Linked DNA regions of Mus musculus: regions 1, 2, 3, 5, 6 and 7 are each linked to region 4. A link is a contact called in public Hi-C, HiChIP or PLAC-seq and promoter capture Hi-C data. All regions are on one chromosome and are shown on one strand. Each heading gives the region's core, a stretch centred on a gene start, on an enhancer-like site or on the middle of the called end of the contact. The rest is flanking DNA. Distances are from core to core; before and after follow the strand shown.

Evidence for each region. Promoter capture Hi-C pulls out the DNA fragments that hold promoters and counts their contacts. A called contact is a pair of places that touch in the nucleus more often than the background predicts. HiChIP or PLAC-seq counts read pairs in DNA pulled down with a chosen protein or histone mark. Capture Hi-C pulls out chosen DNA fragments and counts their contacts.
Region 1: a contact with region 4 is called in a promoter capture Hi-C map of embryonic stem cells, with 4 times the contacts expected there. The contact joins the promoter of Gas6 here to the promoter of Cln8 in region 4. A contact is called at or near these places in 12 of 39 promoter capture datasets (the 3T3-L1 cell line, 3T3-L1-derived adipocytes, cranial neural crest and 8 more) and 5 of 115 datasets of contacts at active chromatin or transcription factors (differentiating embryonic stem cells, epiblast stem cells, extraembryonic endoderm stem cells and 2 more).
Region 2: an H3K27ac HiChIP or PLAC-seq map of embryonic stem cells shows a contact between it and region 4, with 8 times the contacts expected there. The contact joins the enhancer-like site here to the promoter of Cln8 in region 4. A contact is called at or near these places in 3 of 39 promoter capture datasets (hippocampal neurons, pre-B cells and stem cell-derived epiblast-like cells), 4 of 115 datasets of contacts at active chromatin or transcription factors (astrocytes, embryonic stem cells and pancreatic cancer cells) and 2 of 9 other capture datasets (adipose tissue and liver).
Region 3: a contact with region 4 is called in a Hi-C map of uterus, with 10 times the contacts expected there. The contact joins the promoter of Rasa3 here to the promoter of Cln8 in region 4. A contact is called at or near these places in 3 of 39 promoter capture datasets (cranial neural crest, embryonic stem cells and liver), 2 of 484 Hi-C or Micro-C datasets (embryonic stem cells and uterus), 2 of 115 datasets of contacts at active chromatin or transcription factors (embryonic stem cells and large pre-B cells) and 1 of 9 other capture datasets (liver).
Region 5: an H3K27ac HiChIP or PLAC-seq map of extraembryonic endoderm stem cells shows a contact between it and region 4, with 6 times the contacts expected there. The contact joins the promoter of Tfdp1 here to the promoter of Cln8 in region 4. A contact is called at or near these places in 2 of 115 datasets of contacts at active chromatin or transcription factors (embryonic stem cells and extraembryonic endoderm stem cells) and 1 of 9 other capture datasets (liver).
Region 6: a promoter capture Hi-C map of embryonic stem cells shows a contact between it and region 4, with 5 times the contacts expected there. The contact joins the promoter of Upf3a here to the promoter of Cln8 in region 4. A contact is called at or near these places in 15 of 39 promoter capture datasets (the 3T3-L1 cell line, the HPC-7 cell line, cranial neural crest and 9 more), 1 of 15 datasets of contacts at CTCF or cohesin (embryonic stem cells), 6 of 484 Hi-C or Micro-C datasets (the G1E-ER4 cell line, Th1 cells, cortical neurons and 2 more), 13 of 115 datasets of contacts at active chromatin or transcription factors (the NIH/3T3 cell line, T-cell acute lymphoblastic leukemia, bone marrow-derived macrophages and 6 more) and 3 of 9 other capture datasets (adipose tissue, embryonic stem cells and liver).
Region 7: a promoter capture Hi-C map of adipose tissue shows a contact between it and region 4, with 4 times the contacts expected there. The contact joins the promoter of Tmco3 here to the promoter of Cln8 in region 4. A contact is called at or near these places in 8 of 39 promoter capture datasets (cranial neural crest, erythroid cells, hippocampal neurons and 4 more), 4 of 484 Hi-C or Micro-C datasets (CD4 T cells, CD8 T cells and erythroblasts), 1 of 115 datasets of contacts at active chromatin or transcription factors (astrocytes) and 2 of 9 other capture datasets (adipose tissue and embryonic stem cells).

Annotation. Positions count from the first base shown.
Region 1 is chr8:13,492,592-13,496,031 of GRCm38.p6, forward strand. It overlaps Gas6 (growth arrest specific 6), which reads right to left and starts at 1,944. Exons shown (of 15, transcript NM_019521.2): 1 at 1,670-1,944; 2 at 1,255-1,421. The coding sequence starts at 1,748. It also overlaps a transcript of Tmem255b not described here.
Region 2 is chr8:13,547,374-13,551,080 of GRCm38.p6, forward strand. It overlaps 1700029H14Rik (RIKEN cDNA 1700029H14 gene), which reads right to left. Exons shown (of 9, transcript NM_025601.3): 9 at 3,349-3,707. Among named protein-coding and RNA genes, the nearest start is that of 1700029H14Rik, 13 kb to the right of the region's middle. Within about 2 kb of position 1,643, at least 105 of the 459 cell types and tissues checked have an H3K27ac peak or open chromatin away from gene starts, as enhancers often do. A contact at or near this core is called in adipose tissue, astrocytes, embryonic stem cells and 2 more, where this site is marked.
Region 3 is chr8:13,676,076-13,679,855 of GRCm38.p6, forward strand. Rasa3 (RAS p21 protein activator 3) reads right to left here and starts at 1,512. Exons shown (of 24, transcript NM_009025.2): 1 at 1,318-1,512. The coding sequence starts at 1,372.
Region 4 is chr8:14,887,194-14,890,967 of GRCm38.p6, forward strand. It overlaps Cln8 (CLN8 transmembrane ER and ERGIC protein), which reads left to right and starts at 1,343. Exons shown (of 3, transcript NM_012000.3): 1 at 1,343-1,925.
Region 5 is chr8:13,337,274-13,340,801 of GRCm38.p6, forward strand. Tfdp1 (transcription factor Dp 1) reads left to right here and starts at 1,478. Exons shown (of 12, transcript NM_001291765.1): 1 at 1,478-1,533; 2 at 2,392-2,466. The coding sequence starts at 2,455.
Region 6 is chr8:13,784,239-13,787,761 of GRCm38.p6, forward strand. Upf3a (UPF3 regulator of nonsense transcripts homolog A (yeast)) reads left to right here and starts at 1,377. Exons shown (of 9, transcript NM_025924.2): 1 at 1,377-1,646; 2 at 1,909-2,015; 3 at 3,127-3,233. The coding sequence starts at 1,446. Gm46032 (a long non-coding RNA gene) reads right to left here and starts at 818. Exons shown (of 2, transcript XR_001778519.2): 1 at 1-818.
Region 7 is chr8:13,285,783-13,289,510 of GRCm38.p6, forward strand. Tmco3 (transmembrane and coiled-coil domains 3) reads left to right here and starts at 2,231. Exons shown (of 13, transcript NM_172282.2): 1 at 2,231-2,605. It overlaps Dcun1d2 (DCN1, defective in cullin neddylation 1, domain containing 2 (S. cerevisiae)), which reads right to left and starts at 2,344. Exons shown (of 7, transcript NM_001024504.2): 1 at 2,022-2,344. The coding sequence starts at 2,024.

The DNA of each region.
Region 1 (3,440 bases), core at 694-3,193, 1.4 Mb before region 4:
ATCAGCCATCTGCCCCATCCTGCTGTAGATGCCTGGGGCAGCACCATGGTGAGGGGAGGGTGGGAGGTGGGGTGGGGGAGGGGGGAGCAGGGGTGGGGCACAGCTTGTCACCTGATCTTGGCTTCCACACTGGGTAACAGTGCCAAAGCAGCTATGGTGACACTCAACAGCTGTAGCACCGCTATCAGGAAAGCAGCTTTGACAGGGATTGTCCAGTCAGCCGATTAGACACAAGTCAAAGCAAAGGCCCCAATGGCTCACACAGCGCCATCCTAACATCATGTGATCCTTACTTCACCCCAGAAGAATTCTTTGAAGGGAAAATGCCAGCGGAACCCAACATTGTGAAACCATACCGATTTGGCAGGTGTTGGGGGGGGGAGTGGGGGGGGGGCTCTGCATCACTACGGAGACCCGTGGGCCAGTCCAGATCTCAATCAACCTCACGCATGCCCTACGCTGGGGTGTGTTCCCCTCATGAATCCACTCAGCCCCCACGCGCACCTTCTGGGGAGAGTCCTGTGCATACATAGGCTGCTGGCTGCAGTTGGCTGTACGCCTGCTCCATTCCCCAAGGACATTATTAATAGAAGTTTGTCCTGGGCCAGCACAGCCCTTGCAGAGGCAGGTGCCGGCCCTCTTCCTCACGTTGCTCCCCACCCGCCCGTATGCATGTTCTTAGCACAATTCCAGCCATCGTATTTTTGGACCTGCTGCAGCAAGCAATTCCAGCTTTGAGATCTTTCAATTCCTCTTTCAGGAAAACCCTGGGTCCCTCCGGAGGAAGACCAAAGAGGAGCCCCACCCCTCACCTCCAATCCAATAAAGGGACTGGCAGTCTTAGGAAGCCTTTGAGTTTCAAATCACTGCGGATTTTTCCCACGGGTACTTTCTTTTCGAGGGTAGGGGAAGATTTAGTTTCAGAGTCTACTGAAGGGATCTCAGTGGAGCCCACTCAAGGATACGCTTTCTACTCCTGAAGAGGAGAGGACTTGTGGGTCAACTGAGAAACTTGGGCTCAAGAATGGAGAAGTGCAAGGGGGTGCGAAGAAGGCTCAGTGTCTAAGAGTTCTGGGGTGCACGTGGTGGTGCGGTCCACACAAGGATCCTTACATCTCCAGAAAGGATGTTTGGGATTCGACAGTCCCCGGGTCTCCTGGACCCTCACAGGGTGGGAGTCGGAACTTGCGGCCCCCAAAAGTATGGGTTCTGGGACGCCCAGGACCCACCCCGCGACCCCTGGCGCACGCTCACCGTCTCGGGGTCGTTCTCGAACACCTCTCTGGCCTCCTCTTTGCTGCACACCTCCTCCACGCACTCCCGTTCCAGGTGGCCCTGCTTGGCCTCCTCGAAGACTTGGTAGGCGCGGCGCTGCCTGGGCCGCAGAAACTGCGCCGCCTCACGCGCCCGCAACAGCACAGCTGCAGAAAGAAGGGTGTACGGTCAACCTACACCCACTCGGGGCTGGAATGTAGGGGGTCTGGGATGCTGGGGATCGTAATGCCTGTGTGTCTGGGATGCTCCGGGTCCGTGATGCCTAGAGCTCAGAGGTCCGGGGACAGGATGCCAGGGTGTCTGGGGTACCCGGCACCAGGATGCTGCGCCGGGGTACAGGCCTGGAGCCCCACACCACGGGGTAGTGGGTTTGGGGGACCCCTGCGGTACTCACTGTGAGAAGACTCGGAAGCCAGCAGGAGCAGCAGAAGCGCAGTGCCCAGGGCGGCGGCGGGCCCGGGCGGTGGCGGCATGGCGAGGCCGGTGCCGGGGAGCCTAGCAGCCGGGAGCGTGCGGTCAGAGCACCCGGGAGGCTGAAGCGAGGCGCGGACGCCGCGAGACACGGGCTCCGGTCATCCTGGCTAAGCGACGGTGAAGGTCACATCCCTGCGGCGGCAGCGCCGCACCCGGCGCTCGCTGCGGTTCTGGGCCGTGAAGGAGGCAGCGGGTGAGGGCGGGGCTTAGGGCGGGTGGGGGTGGGGCCTAGTGTGAGTAGGGCGGGGCCTTTGGGGGCGGGGCCGAGCTGGGTGAGGCAAGGCAGGCTGACTGGTTCGACTCCAGTATCCTCAAAATTTCACTGCTAGAATGCGGTAAAATGAAAGGAGAATTGTATCTGGGCATCTGCCCAGGTACAATTTGACCGTTTTCTATCCTCCTCTGCAGACATCGTTTTCGGAATCTTCATTCTTGGGCACATTTTCTAAAGAGATGCAACATCCACTAAGGAAACAATAACTGTGGCCACACCCAGTGGCGTGGAGGTCCACGGTGCAAGATGTTATTCCCTCTGAAATCTGATTTCCACACCACAGGCTGAAAGCAGCATTGTGTATTTTCCAGTACCAAAGCTTTCTGGCTCTTGTCTCAGGGCACTTTGCAAGGTCATAGATGCACACACACACACACACACACACACACACACACACACCTTGCAGACCAATCACAGAATGCAGATATGCAGCAGCCTGCCAAAACCCAATAGGGTAGATGTTCCTGAGACATCCTTACCTCAGCATTTTGATAGAAAAGGATAAGGAGTCACCCTCCCCCTCTTTTCTGGGTGAATGCAACCCAGATTCTTGGGAGCACACAAGGTCAATACTGGTGGAATTCTTCTTTAAGGTCATCCGTTTGAAGGTGGGGCTAACAAATATCTTAATTTCAGAGAAATGACTGCCATGGGAATCATCTTGAAAGGGAATTAAAAATTGGATAAGCTGTGCCTGCTTCCAGACCAGAATCACGGCACTCCCAGGAAACCAAGCCAAGAACTTCAGAAGCCAGAGAGCACCCCGAATTTCCTAAGGCTGCCCCAGGCCTACAGACACCATGTGCTTGGAATGAATATTTGCCGTATTAATTTTCTGCTCTTTCTTAAGAAGGAACACTGTTTTCAAAAGTGGTGTTGGTTATTCACGAACACTCATTCCAAGCCAAGTAGAGGTCCGCCATTTCTGAAGGTTCTGAGGAACGGGCATGGGTGGAGGTCAGGTGGTTTGCATGTCTGCAGTTGCTGCTGCCTGTACACCTGTGGAAGGTTGGAGGAAAGATGATTTGATTTTTCTAGTTACTTGAATCCCTTCCTCCCCCCTCCCCCCATGAGAGACAGCTTCTCTGGCTTCTATGGTGTGGTCGTGACTCAGACAACCAGGACCCAGCACCACCTCAGCTCGATGGAGTTATCCAGATCTTTTGGCTTCCTTTAGCCTTGACCTCAGTCTCCCCTACATTCCCAGTGCATTCTTTCTGCTGGGCATCCCAGTAAAGATGCCTCACATTATACAGACCGTTGGTTTAATGAAGAGAGAGCATCCTCCTGGATTTGGCTTAGAAAACAGAGCAAAGAGGAAGCAAATGTGGAGGGAAGTGGAAGGCTGGATGGAGGGCACTCAACCGAGTCATCAACACAAACAAACAACAAACAAAACAAATGAAACAAACAAACA
Region 2 (3,707 bases), core at 393-2,892, 1.3 Mb before region 4:
CAAATTGGCACTGTAGAAGTAAACACATGTATTAAAATCATACCAACTCAATGGGCCCGTAGTAGACACCTTAAGTCAGCAACGCATCAGTGGGAGGGTCACCTGCTTGTCACCTGCGCATTCTGTAAAAGAACTGAGAGGACTTGAGTGCCTAACAGTCTCAGGAGCTGAATTCATCTCTGCCTGCTCACCACAGCTGGTATGGAATACTCAACTCACCTTGTTTCCTCATTGTCTGGAGCCAGTTCTATACTTTGTATCCATGGCTTCCGGTTCCACACCTGGTCAGGCAGCTAAACTCTGCTCCAGAAGTTTGCTTCAACCCCAGTGCCCTCAACAGACCTCCACCCGGTGTGTCACAATCTAATCCTGCAGAGACTCTGCAGCTGCCTAAGACAAACCTCCTCACCCGCCGGTTCAACAAATCTCTATCTTCAGAAATATTTACGATGCATAACAGTAGCAAAATTATAGTTATTTAGTAGCAACGAAAATAAGCTTATGGTTAAGAGTCACCACAACATGTGGAACTGTATTAAAGGGTCACAGCGTTAGGAAATTTGAGACCTCTCAGTGAGGATTCTTTTAGCTGCTTGAGCTCTTAACACTTGGTAGCCTGTGACCTACACTTCTACATGATAGCGATATGTTCAGTGAGTGATATGTAATGTGTAATTTGAAGGTATTTGTAAGTAAGATTGGAATAAGGTCTGGAAAGATGGCTCAGCCATTAGAAACGCATAGAGAGGATCCTTGCAGAGGAGTTGAGTTCTGTCGCCAACACCCATGTCAGTGGCTTTCTTTAGATCCCCTGTCCTATATCCATGATGTTAATTTTAATAAACTTCTTGCCCAAAAGAACATTCCATGTCAGGGTGTCCCAATCTCAAAACTGAGATCTTTCACTGTGTTCCTGGGGTAGCACACTCATGGCAAACAGAGAGTTCAGGGGACCCCCTTCCTGGAGGACAGTGCCACCTAGAGTCTATAGCTGCTGGGCTCCCTGCTCTCCATCTGCCAGCCGGAGGTTGTGGGACCAAGGAAGGACCTAGTATCCCTTGACCCCCATGCATGCATGGAGTGACGTCCTTGTCGGTTCACCCTGCTCACTGTGGCCATCCTGTCAGTGGATGTTTGGCCTAAAACACTAATCATGTTCTTGGCTGCAGACATTCAAGGTGTTTCCCAGTCAGAGTGTCTGAGCTGCAGACTGGGGTGGGGGGGGGGGGTGGGGGAGACGGAACAGCATTTCACAAAGCCAGCTGTGAGACACATCCCTCCATATCTGGAAAGAAAAATTACCTTCTCCTGGTTACTTGGGAAACTACAAGCCATACTAAGCAGATGCTGAGCCAGGCTAACGTAAGGACCTGCAGAGTCGTGACCCTCAAGCCCTGGCGGGTACCCTGCAGGGTGGTGAGTTCTGCGGCTCGGGCTTCCTCTAACTCCTGTCCATTCTAGGTCTAACTAGCATTTCAGGTCCCCTTTTTGTTCCTGGAATCTGTGACTGTTCCCACCTCAGGCAGGAAACTTGGCAGCAAACTCGGGAGGATCAGCCAGCCAGTCCTCAGAGGACCCGAGTGGGAGGCGAGGCAGGCAGGCTTGTGGAGAGAGCAGCTCTGGGAGAGCTGCATGCAGGCATGTCTCAGCATGCCTGGGCCTGCCCCACAACCTGGTTCTGCAGAGCCGCTGACTGGGGACTTTCCCTGAGGCGGCTCTCAATCCGGAGGCTCCCCTCTTTCCCAGGGACAGACAGACACGGGACTTGGGGAACTTTGTTGCCAAGTTGCCTGGATGCCGGGGGTGGGGTAGGAGACGAAGGTGGAAGACTGAGCTCACAGTCAGACTGACCAGATATGGAACTGTGTTGTGAAGTGGCTCAACCTTGAGAGCTTGGTGTTTCCCCAGGGACTTATGCCCTCTCATCCACCCTCAGACAGCCTGGGGCTATGCCGAGGCTGAACTCTTTAGCCTCAGGCTAGTTGAGGCCACAGATAGGAACCCGAAGGATGGCACTGTTAGCCCTAGAAAATGAGCTGGTAGAGTAGACAGGGACTCCCTGGGAACAGATGCGTTGGGTTGGGAGGGGCACTAGTTTCATGGGCGAGGTTTCTTTGGAAGCAAGGGTTCTTGAATGTGGGATGGAGGCCCTTGGAGAAGGAAGTCTTCCCCATCATGGGCGCTGAGAGAAGAGCTAGATCTTTCCCCAGGACTGGATGGGTTATGAGAGGGGCCCAAGTTGTCTTGAAAGATCATCAACTCAGGAGAAGGGGTGGGGAGAGCCTGTCGGTACCCCGTGAGGATGTATCTCCACCCCAGTGCTGCTCAATCTCTGGGCTCTGCCTCAGCTTCCTGTCCTCTCCCTGTGCCTCAGTTTCTCCATCTGTAAAGCAGGGGTCACCCTTGAAGATGCCTTAAGCTTTGTTAGACCCAAACAAGATGGCTGAAACTGGGGGCTCCTTCACTGAGACAGCTTGTCTTAACCTTATAGAACATTTGCTCGCCCCTGGGGAGGCTCCTGATGCCACAGGTCACTTTTGTCAGCTGCGGTCACAGGGTGCTGAGCTCTGAAAATGTCCCCCAAAGCTAAGCTCACACAGGGAAGATGCTGAGAAAGTTGTTGGAATTCAGATAAGACCCACCTACTGGAGCCTCAGTGCACCCCTAACTCCCTAGCAAACTCCCCAGGTGTCCCTACCCAGGAGAATGATGGGTGCCATTCTTATTTCCCATGAAGCTTACAGGTTGCCAGACTCCAGGACATCAAATGGACCATACTAGGCTACACCTTTTCATGTCCCTAAAGTTGCATGCTCTTTCCGGCTATGCAAGACTCCTCGCCACTTCAGCCTCACAGTAGGGAGTAACACAGTCTGACTGCCTGGGAACTTCCCATTCCTCTACACCTGTAAGAGGGGACCGCCCAGACTCCGCCTCATGGGCTAGAGTGCTTATTAGAGCCCATCTGTCTATCAAAGCAGCCACCCATGATACTATGTCTGTAGATGCACCAGTTAACTCTTCTAAGCAACTTCCTGCCACAAAGGACGAGCTGCCCAGTGGCCCTAGGACTTTCTCAGCCTTTCAAACGTGAGCCTGAATTCCATCAGGACCATCCTGGAACCTGGACCCAGCTTGGGTTCTCTGCAGGCACATATCCTGAACTCCCGTCAGTTATGAACCCAATAGGACGTTGCTCTGGGTGGGGGAGGCAGCAGACCCTCTCACCCCATCCTAAGCCTTCTTGTGACCATGGCAACCCCAGAAGCCCATGAAGGTCAAGCTTCAGCCACCCCACCCTCCATTCAGTGGACTCACTATGGCTACCATGTCCTTGATGAGTCCAGGTACTTAGGCCTCAGATGTTTGAGGAATTGTTTTGCTTTGATTGGTGTTATGTGGGGTCACATGGAAAGGTGATTGAGGGGTCACATGGGAAGGTGACTGGGGAGTTCACCTACCCAAGCATCCTGAGAGAACTAGGCTTCCAGTAGAGGTACTAAGGAGGACTGTGGCCCAGGACCTGAGGTCTAAGGATGTGGGTGCAGGGAGGACCAGTTCTGAGGTGACTTTGTCCCCTCTCCTCTCCAGCTGTGGCCTGGAAGTTGTCTACATACGACATTGTAACTCCAGCGATGTGTTCATATTGTGTTGTTTCCTTTAGTGAACAATTAGCTGGCTCTTAAGTTCTGTGATAGCCAGGAAGC
Region 3 (3,780 bases), core at 262-2,761, 1.2 Mb before region 4:
CCTTCTCACCAACTGACCTGATTCTGCCCCAGCAGTATTCCACAGCAACCTCCCCAGATCCTTGAGCAAAAGGGCACAGCACCCCTGGAGCCTGGTGGACTCACTTGGTCAGAGGATCTGGCTGAAGGAAACTGAAGCTGGCCACCCTCACACAAGTAGTCTTTGCCCACAGAGGACAGAAAGCAGCCCCTTTCCTCAGATGGAAACTGACAGCAATTCCAGGCATAAGAGCAAGAGAAATCCCTCCCGTGCCCTCTGCTCCAGCCCAAACACCACATGCTCTCCGCAGCGCTTCTGAACCAAAGATCAAACTGTCTCGGGCGATGATTCAAAAGCAAAATAAAGCGGACAGGAAGCAACACGCTGATTGCGAGTAGCTGGCATTCTTCAGACAGCATCGAATGTCATCAACAACTGACACCAGGCTGTGACTGTTGCCACCCACTAGGGGCCTTTTCACATGGGAACAGGCCAGTAATGTGGGGCGCAGTTCAGAGGGAAAAGACTACAGGGACGGTGCACTAGGACCCAGAATTCCTTCCAAGAAAATTGGCCCCTGCCCAGTGTGTTAATGACTTGATGTGTAACGGTCACTTCAGAAAACCACTGTAAGGAAGTAGACTCACACGTCACTCACAAGATAAAAAACAACTGGGAAAAACGAAATCTCCAGGTTAAAAAAAAAAAAATCAGGAAGTCCTCTCCAGGTCTCTCCAGTTCCACTTCACTCCCCGTTCCTAGCGTTGCTGCCGAAGTCCCGACCAGCCCAGAGCAGCCTGAATGCCAGGCCTGCCGGCCACAGCTCCCACGGCCAGTTCTCAATGAAAGGAGGGGGAGGTGCTGGTGGCTCCATCACCAGGCCTGCAGCGCGCAGACACCACACACACACACACACACACACACACACACACACGGTCGCGCGCGTGCACGGCCTCGAAGCCTGCAGCAGCCGAAAAGGTGAAGGGGCGCCCCCTCCTTGGGAAATAAGTTCCTGCGCACAACTGTGGAGAGGACACCAGGAGACTGACATCAGTAGACCCGATCCCTGAAGTGGGAGCACCCAGACGGATCCGCGCGTGCTCGTGCATGTAAAGTCAGGCGCCTGGGATCTGGAGCGGTGCTGCGCACACGGACACACGCAGGCAACCACGCGCGCTCACTCCCACAAACAGACGCCCCCTGATACAGGTCCCTCCTCCCCCGCAATGCCACGGAGAACCGGGCAGTCTAGGCGGAGAAACACGAGGAGCCGGTCCAGCCCGGCCGGATACCAAGAACAGGGGTCTGGGGAGTTGCCCACGCCACCGCGGTCCTCACCAATCTTGATCCTCACGCTCTGGAAGACCCGCAGTCCCTCTTCCTCCACCGCCATGCTGCTTGTCGACCTCGCCAACGCGCGAGGGCCCGGCAGCGCGGCCGCAGAAGGGGGACAAGACAGGGGAAGAAGCCGGCAGACGGAGCCGAGCTGCGGATGCCCCCAGAGCCCCGCGCGCTGCGGTCCGCGCTCTGACCGGGTGCACCGCCTCGCGCCCTTCCATTGGCAGAGCTCGGGGGCGGGGCTGCGGGCGCCTTCCTTCGCCAGAGCCCCGATCTTCATTGGCTAAGGCTCTGCATGGGGTGGGGTAGTACGACTCCGCCTACTGTCAAACACTGCATTCCATTGGTCGGGTCTGTAAGGAGGCGGAGGCGGACTCTAAGGCGGGATCGGAAGGGACTTGCCTTGGAGTGCCCCTGAAGCGGTCCCTCTTCACAGCCCTCGCTGGTCCGGTCTCTCTGGACCTGGGACAAAGAGAGATCGTGAGTATTGATCTGTGTTTTGACCGCCAGGTCCCGTAAGACCGACTCGCACTTAAAATCTAAAAAGCTATATTCAAACAAAAGGTATGAAAGGAAAAGATTTCCTCTAGCCCCAGCTTCAGCGACTGAGAAAAGTGACACCTGCCGATCGCTCTGGAGAAATCAGAAGGTGATATGCTGTCAAAGTGAGGGCAAGTGGACCCTGTGCCCAGCAAGCAGTCCCTGCTTACCCTGTGGTGTGCTTGGGCAGCCTCAACGCGGCCCTTGAATTTAGCATTCCAGAACCTTCAAACCTGGTGCTTACTGGCAATTTGATTGGTATGCAACTTTAGAATTGTTGTATCTCTACAACGATACTGTGAGGTCCTATCCCCGATCCCTCCACTAAGTTTTTCCTGCAGCTGGCATAACTCCCAGCTTTCCTAGAGGGCCAAGAGCTCTAGTCCCTCGTTCCTTATAGTAGTCACAGAAGTGTCTCCCAGAGGCCCTGGTGGGTGGGGAGTGGCGGTAGAGATAGCCTCTGCAGTGGGTTTGAAGGAGGCCTGCCTTTCGGTAGGACTGAAAACGGAAGTGGCATCGCTTGAGGAGTCAGGAGGCTAGGTCATTGATACACCAACTGAAAGGTGTGACACAAAAATCCCTTGGTGCTATACGGTAGCTCTCTCACCAGCAGCCAAAGAGCAGAAATACAGTGTATAGGCAGGACACCCAGGAAGGTGCTGGAACTCCAGAGAAGCTGATTTGGAACCCTCCAGAAGCTGCTGTGCCATAGACAGGCTCTGACTGGGAAGAGAGGGAGCCGCTCTGGGTTAACACATCTAAAACCCTGAATCTCCGGCTCAGGAACTCAGCTTAGTGGTAGAGAACTTGGGTAGGAGGCACATGACTGGACAGGGATGGGGGTGGTGGTGGGGAAGGACACAAAATCACCAAAAGACTGCTTTAGCTGGGCTGCTGTACTGTGATAAAGCACCATGACCAAAAACAACTTGGAAACCATAAATAAATAAATAAATAAATAAATAAATAAGATGGGGAGGGGAGAGGTGGTGATCTCAGTGCAGGAGACAGAGACTGGCAGATCTCTGGATTCAAGACCAGCCAGATCTGCAGAGTAAGTTTGAAGACAGCCAGAAGTACACAGAGAAACCCTGTAGTAGACCCTTCTCCAACAAAAGGACTTGGGGAGGAATTGGTTTATTTTCCTCAGAGTTCATCATCAAGTCAAGGCAGGAACCTGGATGCAAGGACTGACAGAAGCAGAAGCCACTGGAGAGCGCTACTTATTGCCTTGTCTGTTGGCTTGTGCAGCCTTCTTTCTTACCCACTCCAGACCACCTGACCAAGACTGGCACTTCCCACAGGGACAGATGCCCGTAGAAGGACTAGACGAGCTAACCCTGAGCTGCCGCAGAGCTAGGCCCTGACAAAAGCGAGGACAGGGGCAGAAAGGGGACCAGGAGCTGACAGGAAAGCTGGTAACCATCAGCATCAAAGAGGATGTGGTAGCATCATGGCCACCAGGACAGGAGAGCCAGGAGAGAGACAGACACTCCCAGGAGAAGGCTTCCCCTGGATTAATTAATAAAACCAAAGGCAATCAGTCAGAGTGAGCAGCTTCCACACTGACGGCCTGCTACCGAAGATGAAGCTGAATTCTGAGGAGGACACCCGGGAGGTGCCTGCTCCACACAGGTGCACGCTAGACCGCTCAAGGGCATCCCAAGGGCAGGCAGCTGATTAGCAGAGGGTTTCACTTAGATCTTTCCAGGATGGCTAGGGCTTGCAGTCCCAAGGTCATTTTGCTCCAAATGCAATGCAGACTTGTAAAGCTAAAAAACCAACTGAGCCCTTCATAGGACTGGCTCACAGTAGTCTAACTCATACTCAGCTTCATGAAGGCACTATTGTGTTGAATATGAAGTTTGTGTAGGCAAATTTAGTAGACATCCGAACACCCATACAAGCCTTGAGCCTGTAGGC
Region 4 (3,774 bases), core at 93-2,592:
GCAACTGTAACATCTGGATGGATGAGTGAGCTGTGTGGTGTGGGAACCTGACACAAGAGAGGCTTAAGGAGGGCTTAGAGGAGACATCCAGCCAGGCTGGCCAGATGGAAACAGTGCCTGGGGTGCAAACTTGCAGGTGATGATGCAGGAACTGCGGTCAGATAGGAAAGGTGTGTTTGTAAACAGTCTAACCCAGGCTGACCTTAAAATCAACTCCTTCCCTGAAGATGACCTTTAACCCCTGACCTTCCTATCTCCACCTGGCCAAAGGTCAGTATTACTAAACGCTGTTTACACACCCAGATCTCTCTTGTTATTTTGACACAGGGTTTCAAGCAGCTTAGGGTGGTCTTGAAACTATGTTATTGCTCATACCAGCCAAGTGGAAAAACTAAGGTGCCAACCATGGACTCTGGGGTGCACCAAATATTGATGAAACCTCAGGAAAATAACAGAACTTGAACGTCGGTGTAAAATCTTTGCTGTAAAGGGACCCTTATCACAAGTCACAGGGGCACAGGGCTGAAGTCACAGCTCATTAGCCATTCTATCCATCTTGTGTGATGTTTCTCAAAGGTATTTCTGCAGGTGGCCTGGTTAACTATGTTGCAATTCCTGGGTGTTCAGAGACAATATCAGAACCAGGAGGGTGGGTATGTACAGGACGCTATTCCTTCTAGTCTTTTAAACCAGCTATCTTGTTAATTATCAAGATATGGTATGATAAAGGGCTCTAGGGAGGACTCTGTTATGTGGCCACCTGTCTGCAATCCAGGGTAGGGTGGGCAATTGCCCTGTCTAGATAAGGGCCAGGCAATTGCAAGCACCTGACTAGCAGACATTGCACAAGGAGTGCTGAGGCCAGACGTGAATCCCGAGCCAGGTTGGTTTTCCTGCTATGCTAGGTAGATGAGGGTACTAAGTGCTGATTATCTGCTCAGAGAGAGGGGACTGATTCCGCACCTCTCACCGCTACCCTACCAGCCCCGCTTGGTTAGTAGGTACATGGAATGGGTCGGGAGGTCTTTGCTCTTCTCATAATGCTGGCTCTGAATTAGCTTCGGCTCTTAGCAGGAGCACAGGGTAGCTCTGCACACGCCTCACAGCCACCTTTTCCTAAGGGACCGTAAGCCCGAACTGTACTTGTGCAGACAGGAGCTGGTTACCACCGCCTGGAAGACAATGCTGCTGTAGCAAGGGACACAGTGCGGTCCATTTTGTCGGCCTGAGCAAGTTTTTCGACTCCATGCAGTCGCCTGGAGCTCTGGCAGCACCAACCAGGAGACGCGTGCGCTTGCGTTTCACCTCTGCGCTCTGACGTCAGAGGCCTTAGGGACTTAGGAAAGAGGGAAGGGACAGGGAGTGAAGGGGTGTACGTAGGAGGGTCTTGGGGGACGGTCCACACAGAGGATCGTGGAAGGTCAGTTGGGGTGGGGGTTGAGGAATTCCTCCACTGATCCCTCCGTACCACTCTTAAGGTCCCAGCACCAACTTGAGCTACGATAGTCAAATCTAGCATAGCGCGCTGCGAACTGTGTAGCCTGCTCCAGGCACCCCCATGGCGCTGGATGGGATGATCCTACCCCAACTCGTGCCCCCCGAGTCTACCTTGGTAGCGTCCTAGGGAGGCGAGGCTTAGGGCTTCAGCAGTGCGCGTGCGCAGTGGATAGTGTTTGCTCAGCGCGCGACACTGTCGTGGGTGATTTCTCCGGTGCTAGGGGCGGGATGGCCTGAAAGCGGGGTGCCCAGCTGAGGCGGGGACACAGATGGGCGTGGGGCCCTAGTCTCCAGTGCCACTCAGCGACCGGTATTCTATCTGGCTCCGGTCACGAGGTGTGTCTACGGCTCAGGAGCTCCTGGGACAGCGAGTCTAAGCAGCTGATGGACCAAGAGGCGGCGCCCCCCTTCTGCTCACCTGAATGCAGGTGAGACGTGAAGGGCACCCTGTATACACCTGCCTGCAGCAGCGCAGTCTTTGCTTGGCCACCCGAGGAGGAAGCATTCCATTTGGTGTATAGGTCCTGGGCCACCGTGGGCGCGGGTGGACGATTCAGACTGGGTCCGACTGGATAGGTCGACCTGGGTCGCAAGAGAACTTGGGGCAGCAAAGTGATGGACCACGGTCGCTGGGCTAGGTCTGTACAGTGCTAGGGGATGAGGAACTTGAGTGTGGATCATCATGGGACCAGAGGGTGAAAGGCGATGTTGGTCAGATCTCCGCGAGGTAGGACTGGGTGGTGTCAGCACTTAGTGAAGGGGAGCGGGAATAGGAAGGACCCCTAGCTCTCAGCACACCGTGGGAGGTCCTGGGGCTAGGGTGCTGCTGCCTTAGAAAAGGGTGCCTAAGCCCTTTTAGAAGGCTTTCAGAGTCGTCGGAATGACAGAGTAGGTGGCTGCTCCTAAGTACTGTTTGAATTCATGTCGGTATCGATATTTGTTTTCTGACCGTGTTTATGTATGAAATCTGTAGCTATACACTGGACTTGTTCCCGTGTTTTGTATTTTTTTATTTAAACTTTTCTCTAGGAAGAGTGGGAAAGGCTATGATTAAGGAAACCTCAGATATTCTGAAAATATGAGATTCCACTACACCCACCCAAGCTCTGGTAGACCCGCCCTAGCCTCTAGGTGCTAGTTGTTATGGAAACAAAGCTCCTAGACCTTGAAAGCTCTCCCTGTGCTATTCAGGACCGAATCTCTTCGGATAGTGAGAATCTGGAGAATCCGGCTAGGATAGTTAGTGGATAGGTAAATAAGTCCCAGTAGTGTTTCTCTTAGGCCACTGAGAACCACGTGGGACAGGATTAGTGAGGGGCATGCCCGATGTGCTGCAAAAGGCAAAGGCAGAGTAAACAGCTGCCGTGTGTTTATTCCTTTCTGTTAATAAAAAGGAAACGTTTTATCTAGAGAAAGACTGACTCAGCATGTGCCCCCAAACCCGTGGTATTGCTTAGGGCTCTCTCGGAGGAGAACGGGTTTCAGTTCTCTATTTCCAGGCTTATACGTTTTCTTTTCAGCTTTGTTAAGCATACATGTCTTTTGGCACTGGGAAAATACTTTGGCCAGCTGCCTGTGTGTGATTTCTGAAAGTGTTAGGAGAATCCTCGTGCCTACAGTCCATCTATTGCTCTATGATATGTCAAGGAAGGGTATCAGCCAGTGTGGGAGGGTACCTGCCTTGAGTAACCAGAGAGTGCCGAGCTAAGATGTGAGAGTCAGCATGCTAGTCACGCCCAGCTTAAGGCTGGGAAGGAAAGAGTCCAGATAACCATTTGACCTCAAGGTTTATTCACTACAGTGACAAGCATCAGTTCACAACACTGGCATGGTGACTCAGAAGCAGATGGCAGAGAGAGGCTCATAGGCAAGGCTCAGCACTCCAATGACAAGCCTCAGTCCACAACTCACGCATGGGGTACCCGATTCAGAAGTAAGTGGCAGAGAGACTCACAGGCAAGGCTCCCAATCTGTCCCTCGCTCGGGGGAGCAACTTCTTCCTCTGGATCCCCTTAACTTGATTCAGCCTGGTCAGCAATCAGTCAGATGTCCTCTGGTCGGAGAGCCAGACAGCACAATGATCTTCACTGTTGGAGCATCAAGGTTTCTGCCTGGCTGTTGTGAGCCTCTGCTTTTCTTAGCTCCAAGGGGTGGCCACTCTCTAGCATTACGTCATCACATAGTACTTCATTCATATCTGCTACATGCAGAGCTGACCTGAGCGGGAGAGCTGACTGCTCATCTAACTCTTATCAACCACACACGGCTGATGTGAGC
Region 5 (3,528 bases), core at 228-2,727, 1.5 Mb before region 4:
TGACACACTCATGCCTTGGGTATTTCTGGTGCAAGCTATTGACACACTCATGCCTTGGGTATTTCTGGTGCAAGCTATTGACACACTCATGCCTTGGGTATTTCTGGTGCAAGCTATTGACACACTCATGCCTGGGTATCGCCTCTTCTGCTTCAGCAATAAGCAGCTGTGGTTGCAGGGCTGCTTCCTCAAAGCCGCTGAGCAGTGTTCAAACAGGACAGCTGCTGGCGGACAGTTCGGCCAGATGCTAAAGAAGGGCTGTTGGGCTGAGTCATGGGACTGAGGCAGCCAGGTAACGGAGAAAGATCTGTCAGTTTGGGAGTCAAATTGACCTTTCCTCCAGAATAAAATCCGGTCACTCACATTAACAGTTTTCTGATAGTACTTAACTTTGCCCTGCTCTTCAGTCCCATATTCTTGGGAAACGTTGTGTCATTTTATCTGAACCATTTGGACTGATTTGTGAGCCCCAGCCTATTCTCCTCCCAGGCTCTCCAGCTTTAGTCTTAAAGAAGTGGCCTCTAAGATGGACTGAGTCTTCAAGGCTCAGGGTCTACCAGACCCCTCTTGGGATGAAGCAGAAGGTTTCTGAAGTGAAAGGCGCAAATGCATACACACCTGATTAACAGGCTGTTTCCTGCCCTGAATCACTGACAGCCCAGGCTCAGGGCATGTGGCTGTGGAGGTCAGTAGTTGAGCAGAGGTGGGGGATCTTGTCTCTGTATTGTTCAGTATGCATCCGAACAGTCTTTACTTTGTTCTGTGTAAATGAACAAGATTCTTCTCCCTGTGTGCACATGCAGGTACTTTAAAGCACTCTCAGAACTGACCTCTTTTTTCTCATGTGTACACACACGCCTGCTTTTTTTCAGTGCGCAGACATTAACATAGGTTTCCATATGTTTGCACAGAGGGTTCTCTTCTGTATATATGTTCAGGCGTGCACACACGACTGATACTCCATGTACACACACGTGTATACAGTCAGACTCTGCATATCCACAGGTGTGCACACACATGATCCTTTCCCTACGTGTGCATGCAGGTATGGCACACACCACATTCTTTTCACCGTTGGCGCGCGTGGTACACGCGCACACACAGAGCCAAACACGTGGCCCTCTACTCCCTGCGCATGCACACAGATATGCATACAGTTGGCCCTTGGTGTACACACACACACACATACACACACACACACACACACACACACACACACACACACACACACACAGAGGCGCGCACACACGTGGCCTCTCTCCGAGCGCACATGGAGACGCGCGCAGCGCTGTTCGGCGTCGGCGGTCTCCAGCCGGGTCCCGCCGCACGCGCACGCGCGCGCAGGCCCCGCCCCTCTCCCAGGGCGGGTAGCACCGGCGAGAGGCGCGGGAGATGAGCGGCGGGAGGAGGAGGAGGAGGAGGAGGGCGCCGAAGGCGCGAAAAGGCGCGCAGGCGCGCTGCGCGCAGCGGGCCCGCCGCCGCCCACGTCACCGCGCCGCGCGCACGTCACGCCGGCCCGACGCTCGGCCCAGGGTGAGCCCGCGTCCCGGCGCCGCTGGCTCAGGGCAGGGACCGCCAGGGCCGGACCTCCGGGCCGGCGCCTCCGCGCCCCCGTCGTCCGCCCCGCGCGCCCCGCCGGCCAGCCAGGTGTGGCGGGGGCACCGGCCGGTCGCGGCGGGAGGGCGCAGGCTGGGCGCGCGGCCCCGTTCCCGCCCCAGCCCGGTTCCCGCGTCCGGTCGCATCCCGCCCGCCGCCCAGCCTCAGCTGGAGTCGGCCTCGACGCGGCGTGGCGTGGGCGGCGGGCAGGGGTCCTGGCCACCCTCCGGCTCTGTCCGCGCCAGGGCGCGGGGCTGGTGGCTGGGCCTAGTGACAGGTGGGGCGAGCGGGCGGGCGGCCGGGAGCCCACCTGTCAGAGTGGTCGGCGGCCCCTCGGGGTCTTGGGCAGCCCGGGGTGGGGGGTGCCCGCCGCGGCCCGGGCGGAGCCACGCAGTGTCGTGTGCCCAAGTGGGGGGCCTTGTGCCTCGGCGGGGCCTGTGGTCAGGCGGGGCCCGCGTGCCCAGGTGGGGTGAGCCTGACGGCTGCGCGTCGCTCAGCCAAGGGTCCGGGGTCTGGCCCCGCTGCCGGTGGGAGCTGCTGGTGCCCGCAGGGAGCATTTCCATTTAGAGAGGTGACTTAAAATCCCCGTGTGGGACCTGCTTGGCTAGCTCTCCTGTCGGGATTGTGCAAGAAAGGCCCCTGCTGCCTGGAGGCCTGCCTCTGCCTCGTGCTGGTGGGGAGATGTTTCCTTTGAAATGCGATGTGCGTTAAATTTCTTCTCATTCTCATTCATTATTCATCCCCTCCCTTTTTTTCTTTTCTTTCTTTCTTTCTTTTTTTTTTTTTTTTAACCAGATAAGTACGGTTTCTTCTGTGGAGGGTACGCAGTTAAAGCCTTGATTTCCTGGATCTGGTAACATGGCAAAAGATGTAAGTATGGTCGCTGCATGCTGCAGACATGTTGGCACAGCTCGTTGCAGTTTTCTCCCTTTATTTGAGAGTGGCCATACGTGTGTGGCAGTGGGTTGGCCAAGACATTTTACAGGCAGGAGCTGGGATGGAGATGAGGGATGATGGCGAGAGTCGTTAGGTGGGTGTCTCCCCTCTGCACAAATGGTCTTTGTCATCCGAAGCGTGACACGTTTTTTTTTTCTTTTTTGTTTTTTTTTTCGTGGTTTGATGATGATGTCTTGATTTTTTTTTCTTTATCTAAACTGCTTAAATAAAATAAAAAAATTAATACATCTCTCAGTTATGAGTGTGTGAGAGGGTGTTGTTTGTTAGTGGGTTTCCACACAGGAGAGCTGTCAACATGGAACTTACACTGTACTAGTTTTATGTAGTACGTAAGACCGTAATCCAGCTTTGATGGATTGAATCCCAACTACTTGTTTGGGCACATTTTTCTCAGAAAGATGACATTTGGTGATTAATGAAACACCGTGGAAATGCTGGTTGGTTTAGCTTCATATTTATCACGAAGCTACCGAGCGTTTTGAAGTTTTTTTGGGAAACAGGTATGGACAATTAGGTTTTAAGGCTGTAAATACAGTCTGTATTGTTGGTCACATACATACATTTTTGCAGTATTGCTTTAACTCCCTCCAACACTGATCGTGTCCGTTCCAGTGTTCCTCAGTGTCCACTGTTCTGTGACTGTTAGATTCATGCCTTTTCTGTGCAGCCCTGGAAATGCAGGCAGACATGCCGCATCAGCTAGAGTTGTGCCCAGGTGTAGCGGAACCGTGGTGCAGGTGCGGAGTCCTGTCCTGACTGGCCCGCATGGAACAGACCCTCTTCTGGTCATCGAGCACCGGACCTGCTCCTGGGGGCCGGGGGGGGGGGGGGGTCATGTCTCACCCTGAGAGACCTTGTGTAGGTCACCTGAAGTCACAACTACATATGGCACTGGCTTGATCTCGTTATATCTGTTGTCTATGTACATCCATGTCCTGACTCCGTCCCCACGAGTGCCCTAATGAGAGACATGCC
Region 6 (3,523 bases), core at 127-2,626, 1.1 Mb before region 4:
GGTATCTTTCATGTTTCCACAACTCATTACACTCTGAACACTGACCAAAAGCAACTTGTGGGAGGAAGAGATTTAGTTCCTCTTCTAGCTCTCTGGTCACATCCCTCAGTGAGGGAAATCAGAGAAGAAATTCAAGTAGGAGTTTGGAGGCAAGAACTAGCAGGGCCACAGAGAATGCTTATTGGCTTTATTACAAGCAAGGTCCAACTGCTGTGGGACCCTTTCACGTCCATTAGTCAAGAAACTGTTCCACAGGCCAATCTGATGAAAATAATGCCTCAACTCTTTCCTCTTCACAACCAAGTGACTATTTTGAGTCAAGCTGACATAAACTAACCAGCAGTTTGCCAGACAGGTGAAAGGGTGTTGGGTCAGGCACACAGGAGGACAGTCAATGGCTTTATCTTTAAGGGGGCAAAAGCCAGCCCGAGATAATTTTGGCTCCAAGCTTGTAATGTTCCAACTTTCTTCCATTGTGAAGTTACTATCCATCGACCTTGTACTATCTTAACAACTGGGTATGGGTTGGTTTTTCCTGACAACTCGTCGTCCACATTTTTATCAGCCTCTCACACGTGTGTTTTCTTCCTAATAAAGGTTAAGAGGCTATCAGAACTTCTGGTCAGTGTAACTGGTTATTCCAAACTGAGCTGGTTCAAGTGATGGGCTCAGTCCTAGCTTTCTTTGCAACACGAAATACTGGAAAACCGCTCTTGCCCAGGCTTTTATAGAACTCTCGATGTTTGAGGCCTGTTTGACGCAGACCTAAACGGTTTTGAGTCTTTGGCTTATTTAAAACGTCACATTTCAGGAGTGCCACGATCGATTTCTGAAAATCTCTCATTCTCCTTTACCATTAACGTAGGGAGAATGGTGCTATACATCATTGAGCACATGGGAAAACTGTATTGTTCGTATATCTGCTACAAATAAAATAAAAATAAAAAGCCAGACGCCTTTAATCCCAGGAGGCAGAGGATCTCTGAGCTCCAGGAGAGCCAGGTCTACAGAGTGAGTTCCAGGACAATCAAGGCTACACAAAGCCCTGTCTCAACAGAGAAAACGTGTAGGAGGGAGGCGGAGGGCAGAGTGGGGCGAGGAGAGCGACGGGTTTACTTTCGGTACTGTCCCAGTGACTCCGGGTGGACCGGGGGCTCCCAGTCCCCACCGCAGGTCAGCAGCGCACGGGACGTCCGGAGTGAGCATCTGCTCTCCGCGTGGCTGGCAGCACCGATCTCCTTCACCGTCGCCGCCGTTCTAGGACGTCCGCTGTCTTTTAAAAACTGCCGCGCTGCCCCCTACAGGCGCGGGCCAGCATTGGCACCGCCCCTTCCCTGTCAGGGCCGGGGAGGGGACACTGAACACCGAATTCCAAGGGAGGGGCTGCCTAGTCCTCGCGAGGCTTCGTTCTCGCGGAGGTGGCGGCGGCCGGCCGGCCGGTGGGGATGCGCTCGGAAGAGGGGGCCGGAGGCTTAGGCGCAGCCCTGGCTGCGCGGGGCCCGAGCTGGAGGGAGAAACTATCGAGCTCAGAGACCCACTGCCGCCGCGAGTCACCGCGGAAGGAGTCGGCGGCGCCTCCGGCCCCGACCCTAAGTGAGAGCGGGGCCGGCAAGCCTCGCGAGGAGAAGAGGACAGCCCTGAGCAAGGTGGGGGCGGGGCCCGCAAGTCTCGCGAGAGGACGGCTTCTAAGCCCCCCGGTGGGCGGGGCTTGGGGAGGGCGGGGCGGGTTGTTCATCTCAGGGGCGGAGCCTAGTCTCCGAAGTGATGCGGGCTGTTGCGAGCAGTCTGGACTAGGATTAGCGAGTCGGGGTGGAGCTGGGGAGCCGCGGTCCCCCGAGCTCCGGGGAACCTCAGGCTGAGTGGGCGTGGCGGGCGGCAGCACCTGAGTGAACGCAATGGTCATCCCAGGTGGTCCTCCGGCGTCTGCCCCCGGGCCTCACCAAAGAGCAGCTGGAAGAGCAACTGCGCCCCCTGCCGGCGCACGATTACTTCGAGGTGGTGGCTGCGGACCTCAGGTGAGGGCTGCTGCGGGACACCCACTGGTGAAGGATGGAGGACCCCGCGGGCGCTCGCAGTTGCAGTCCCCTCCCAGCTGTCAGTGCACGCCCACGTTAGGAGCGGGCAAGTCACCTCGTCAGCCCGTTACCATGCCTTCCTCGGCGTAGCTTTTAATAAACTGTATGATGAGCAAAACCGGACTGCATCCCTTACACACGTTGAGTCTGGAGTGTTTTCCCTAGTGAGGGACCAGTAACTGAGCCCTGAGAAGTGGAATCTCTCATTGCTTGCACCACCACCCAGCCAGAAGGTTCCCTGCCTGTGGGGATGCGAGCAACGCAGGGCTGACCTAAGCAGCAGATGTCAGTGCCACAGGAATTCGTGGGTTTTCCACGATACTTATTTTTATATCCTTTTATGGTATTCTTTCTCATTTGTGTCATATACGCTTTCCTTTGGGATACCAATTTTGTTTTGTTATTTTTTTTAAAGTCTATTCTAATAAAAATATGAATAATTAAATGGGTATCCTTTGAAAAACCACAGGTGGTTTTCAGGTGGCTGAAGTTTAGAAAAATGGCTAAAAGAACAGTGTGCAATTACTCGGTGTGCAATTCCGGTCCCAGCTTGTAACTTGCACCCTCTGTACGAACAACAGATTTCTCTAAACTTCTGTATTCTTTGTGAAATGGAATGGAATCGTTCCTACCTGTGAAAAGAGTTGTGTGTGAGACGGGGAGAATGATTTAGTTTTTCCTTGGTACGTGGTCTGACACCCATTCAAAATACAGCATGTCATCCATGAAGGAGCCTAGACAAGTCTCGTTCTTGTTCAGATGTACCAGAAATGGCTCTAAAAGTACCCATGGCATGGTGACTTCTGGAGTCTAGTATTTTACCCTTGGCTCTGTACAGAAGAGGCGGTCCTGGATAATTAAGGCTTCAGTTAATGGTTGCTTTATCTTCGGGGTGTTTTGTTTTGTTTTGTTTTTTTGCTAAGGAATATCCAAATTGTTAAAATTTACTGAGACGTGATTCTCGGGCATGAAAAAGTATTTGCTTATTCATAGGAGATAAGGCAGAATCAAGGGCCGTCCGTTTTACTAACCACTGTTGCCTCGGTTTCAGCCTTTATCCTCATGTCTACTCCAGAGCATACATTAATTTTAGGAACCCTGATGACATCCTGCTGTTCAGAGACCGTTTTGACGGCTATATCTTCATTGGCAATAAAGGTCAGTGAGTTTCAGTTAACTTCTCACAGCTAAAATAAGGTCATAAACTCTTACTGTCACGTCATGTGCTGACGGAGCTTATAAACTAAAGCATCCCAGACCTTCCATGAGATAAGAACGGGAGGGATCGTGACCTTGCTGGGGAGTAAGTTCTCACAGGCTCCTTTTCCCAATAAATGAACCTTGTGTTCCAAAACTAAGTTATCTTACGATGTTTGATGAAAGTTTTCTGGGCTATATCATACACTTATATTTAGGCCAGGGATCCAGAGCACTGGCCATGATTGCCA
Region 7 (3,728 bases), core at 981-3,480, 1.6 Mb before region 4:
TTGTCACGGAAGCCAAAGCATTGGGGGCATTTTCTCTTCCATTATTCTAGTGTTTAAAATGCATAGGACTTTAAAAAACGTATGTAATTTGTGTGTATGTGTCCCAACGTGTGTGTGTGTGGAGATCAGAAAACAACTGTATTGTCGGTCCTCTTTACCCACCATTTGGATTGTACTTGACGGTAGCTACCTTTACCTGTAAAGCCATCCCACTGGCCCCAAAATGAAAAAATCCTCAACTAACACTGGACAGTCCAGTTGACCTCAAGAATTGGTATAGGCTTGCCTGGCCTGGAACTTGCTATATAGACCAGGATGACCTTGAATCTAGATTACTGCCTGACCCTGACTTCCAAGTGCTGGGAGTAAAAGTATGTGTCAGGAATGGAACTCAGATCCTCTGGAAAACAAGCAATTGGTGCTGAGCCAACAATTCAGGCTGGAGTGGCAGATTTTACTTTACGCTTTTGGTCAATTAAATTGCAATAAAATATTACACTTAGAAAAAAGACCATCAAGAAGAGACTAGCAGAACTCCTTCAGGGACAACCTTTTAGGGGGACATTCTCTGCCTAACAGTTCCAATGACTTATCTGCATCAATTTCAGATGTTTCAAAACTAAATTTACAGTAGACTGCTGCTAGAAGTGCCCGTAGCCACTGATTTATGTTTTCATAGTCTCCCACAGAGCTCAACACAGTTCCTCACATACAACAGCAGCTGTTTAGAATTGTTTCAGCAGGTGACAATCAGTAAAGAGATACAGGACAAGTGGACCTTCCAAACAACAGAAGCTGGTACGAAAAGTTTCATACACTTTATGTTATCTTGTGAAGAATAACACACAACCTAGGCACAAGAGTGCTCCCATATAAGATTTTAGAAAGCATCTGTAAAATGTCCTTCCACAGACACTTAGCAAAATACCTCCTCTTATGGTCAATTTCAAAGGGCTCATAGGACAAACATTTGCTCAAACAGATTTGCGGCCCACTACAGATTGACTGTGCTTTGCCATGTGCAAGCCTGGAAATGAGGGCATCAAGTCCAAGTGTTCCCAAATCTTGAGCCTCCCAACATTTCCTTCCCCAGTGACGTTCCTGTCCAAGAGCGCAGGTGAGTGGCTTGGCCGCTGAAGTCTGCTAGCAGCTGGTCAGAGGAGTCTTTCTGCAGCTCTTCTCCATTATTTCTTGATTTCTAGGTTCAAACCTTTTAGTTTTCCAGCCTCGTCCTTCTCGGTATTGGTTCCATCCCCTCTTCCCTCCCCAGGGTTCGGTCCTCAGTTCCCCTGTTTCCTCTACGCAAACCAAGCCAAGCCGACATCTCTCCCAGGACAGAGACAAAACTTGTCTTCCTCGGCTCCCATTCGCTTGCATCCTCTCGGAGCAAGGCTACCCCGAGACCCAAGGAATGGGACTGTCAGGCGTCCTCCCGCGGTCCAGGCCTTTGCACGGCTCTACTAGGCAAACCCTCCTCTACCTCCAGGGCGTCCAGTCGGTCCCTCCCCGCCTCCAGGATTCCCAGCCTGATCTCAGGAAGAGAGCGGGCGAGTAGGGGATATCCTCGCCGCGGCGAGAGCTGAGCGGATCGCAAACCATGCTAACCCCGCGGAGCCTTGCGCACCACCTTCCGGGGATCGCGTCCTTCCACCTCTTCCACAAACCTCCCCGGGCTGACGGCTTCAAAGCTCTGCCAGCTCCGCCCCAATCGGCGTCACTGTCCACTCAGAAGCGGGACGGCTCCGCCCAGCAGGCAGGTTGTCACCCGTCGCACAGCCCCGTCCCGCCCTCCGGTCCGGTCAGCACCCAGCTGACCCGGCGCCGCTGCCCTCCCCGGAGATCCAACTGGGCTCCTCACACCCCTCTTCACACCATGCTACTCCAAGTCAACCGCGCCCTCCCTCAACACCACGACGGGCACGCCCGGCCTCTCGGTTCGGTTATCCTAATGCCGCCACAGAGAGGTGACCTCCGCGCCCGGCTCTGGCCCGCACCTGCAGAGCGCAAAGCTAGCCACCTACCATGCTCCCCAAGGCTGCCGAAGCGACTTCAATTTTCTGCGCAAGCGCACGCCGCTCTTCCTCTGCGCAGGCGATTGCCGCGGCGGCTAGCAGCAGGCGCTCTGCGCAGGCGCAGTGTTCGAACGCTCCCTTCAGGTGACTGGGGGGGCTCGCTCCGTCTTCGGCTCTCCGCGTGCAGCGTGGACAGGCGCCCCTCAGCTCCGAGGCACAGCGTTTGGGTCACATCGTAACCTCTCTCGGAGGCTGTTGCTGTTCTGAGGCTCTTAGGCTTACGCACTCTCTGGAAGCTGGCTGGCCGGCCGGCTCCCGGGACTCCAGTTCCCGGCGTGCATCGCGCCGCGCGAAGGACGACGGAGCTGTCCATCGGCAGCCTGCTTAAAGGAGCCGCACCTACTTTCCAGCTGCGCGTCAGAAGCGCCTGAAGTAAGAAGAGGGCGGTGCCGTCCTCGGTGTCCTGGTCCCGAGGCCAGGAAAGAGATGAGGGCAATTCTTTGGCGGCCCTGAGGTTCGCTGCGTCGGGGAACTCTCGATCGGGGACAGTGATGCTGAGGTCGCATGTCCAGAGAGCGGCCTCCTCCATCGGGGTAAGCTCTGCAGCTGCGGGACTTCTGTCCTGAGATGCGCTCCACCGGGGTCCTCATCCGGGTTGCTCAATCCTGGCGACTCCTACCCGGGGCTCCTTCTTGGTTTGTCTCTTCCAAAGGGGATCCTTCCTAGGAGACTGCCTTTGTCTACTTTCCAGGGGGTGGAGGGTCTTTTCCTAGAAGTTCTTTCGGGGTATGGGGGAAGACAACCGTTTCCAAGACTTCACCTAAACTCGGAGGTTCAGCTCCCCGAGCCTCCCGTTTTTTTGTTCTTCCCTGTAATTTTTTGTAGTCTCTCTGTCCCGCCCCGTGAGGCTGCCCGCAGACAGCCTCTTCTTAAAGATAAACCTGGAAAGACGCCCCAAGATTGTCTCTTTCAATAAGGGATGTGGGTGCCCTGCAACACTTGACTTAAGCTTATACAGCCAGGGAGGTTGGCAGAGTCAACAATCAAACCAAGATGGTTTACACATTAATTTCTTAATTTAGGTGGTAAAACCAATCAAGTAAGTTGAAAGTGACAGGGAAGGTCACTCTGGCCCAGTGGGTTTAACCTCTCGTTTATTTATTGTCAGCATCCATCTCATCTTCCTGGGGTGCAATGTAGATTTGCTTACTTACCAGAGAAGTGTTTGCTACTGATGAAAGGGCCTCTTTCTTCATAGATCTTTTTCTCCTCCTTGGCTTCCCTAACTAAAAAAAGAACAAGCAGCTGGCTAGTGAGTAGGCTCTGTGTCTCCTCTCTTTGTGGATTTAAGTTGGCACCTCCTGAACAAATAAAGTAGCTATTTGAACAGCCCTTTGGGCACCACCAAGAAGCCATGGTTCATTGGTTCTAAGTCATATAGGCTGTTTGCTCTGCCTCTGTTTGACTTATCTTCCTTTGGTGCATGGCATCTTATTCCTCTTCTGTATTATATTCTCTATTTCTTTTTCCAAAGTAGTTTCAAGGATTGGCCGGCTACTGAAGTGCTTCATCTTTGGCAGCTACCTGTTATGTTCATGTGGGTACAGGTGCTCTTTTAAAATGTACTTTAGAGTTAAAATAGGCTTTGCTGATGGAAGAAGACACATTTAATCCCAGCACATGGGAGGCAGAGACTCAGATCTCTGCGAGTTTGAG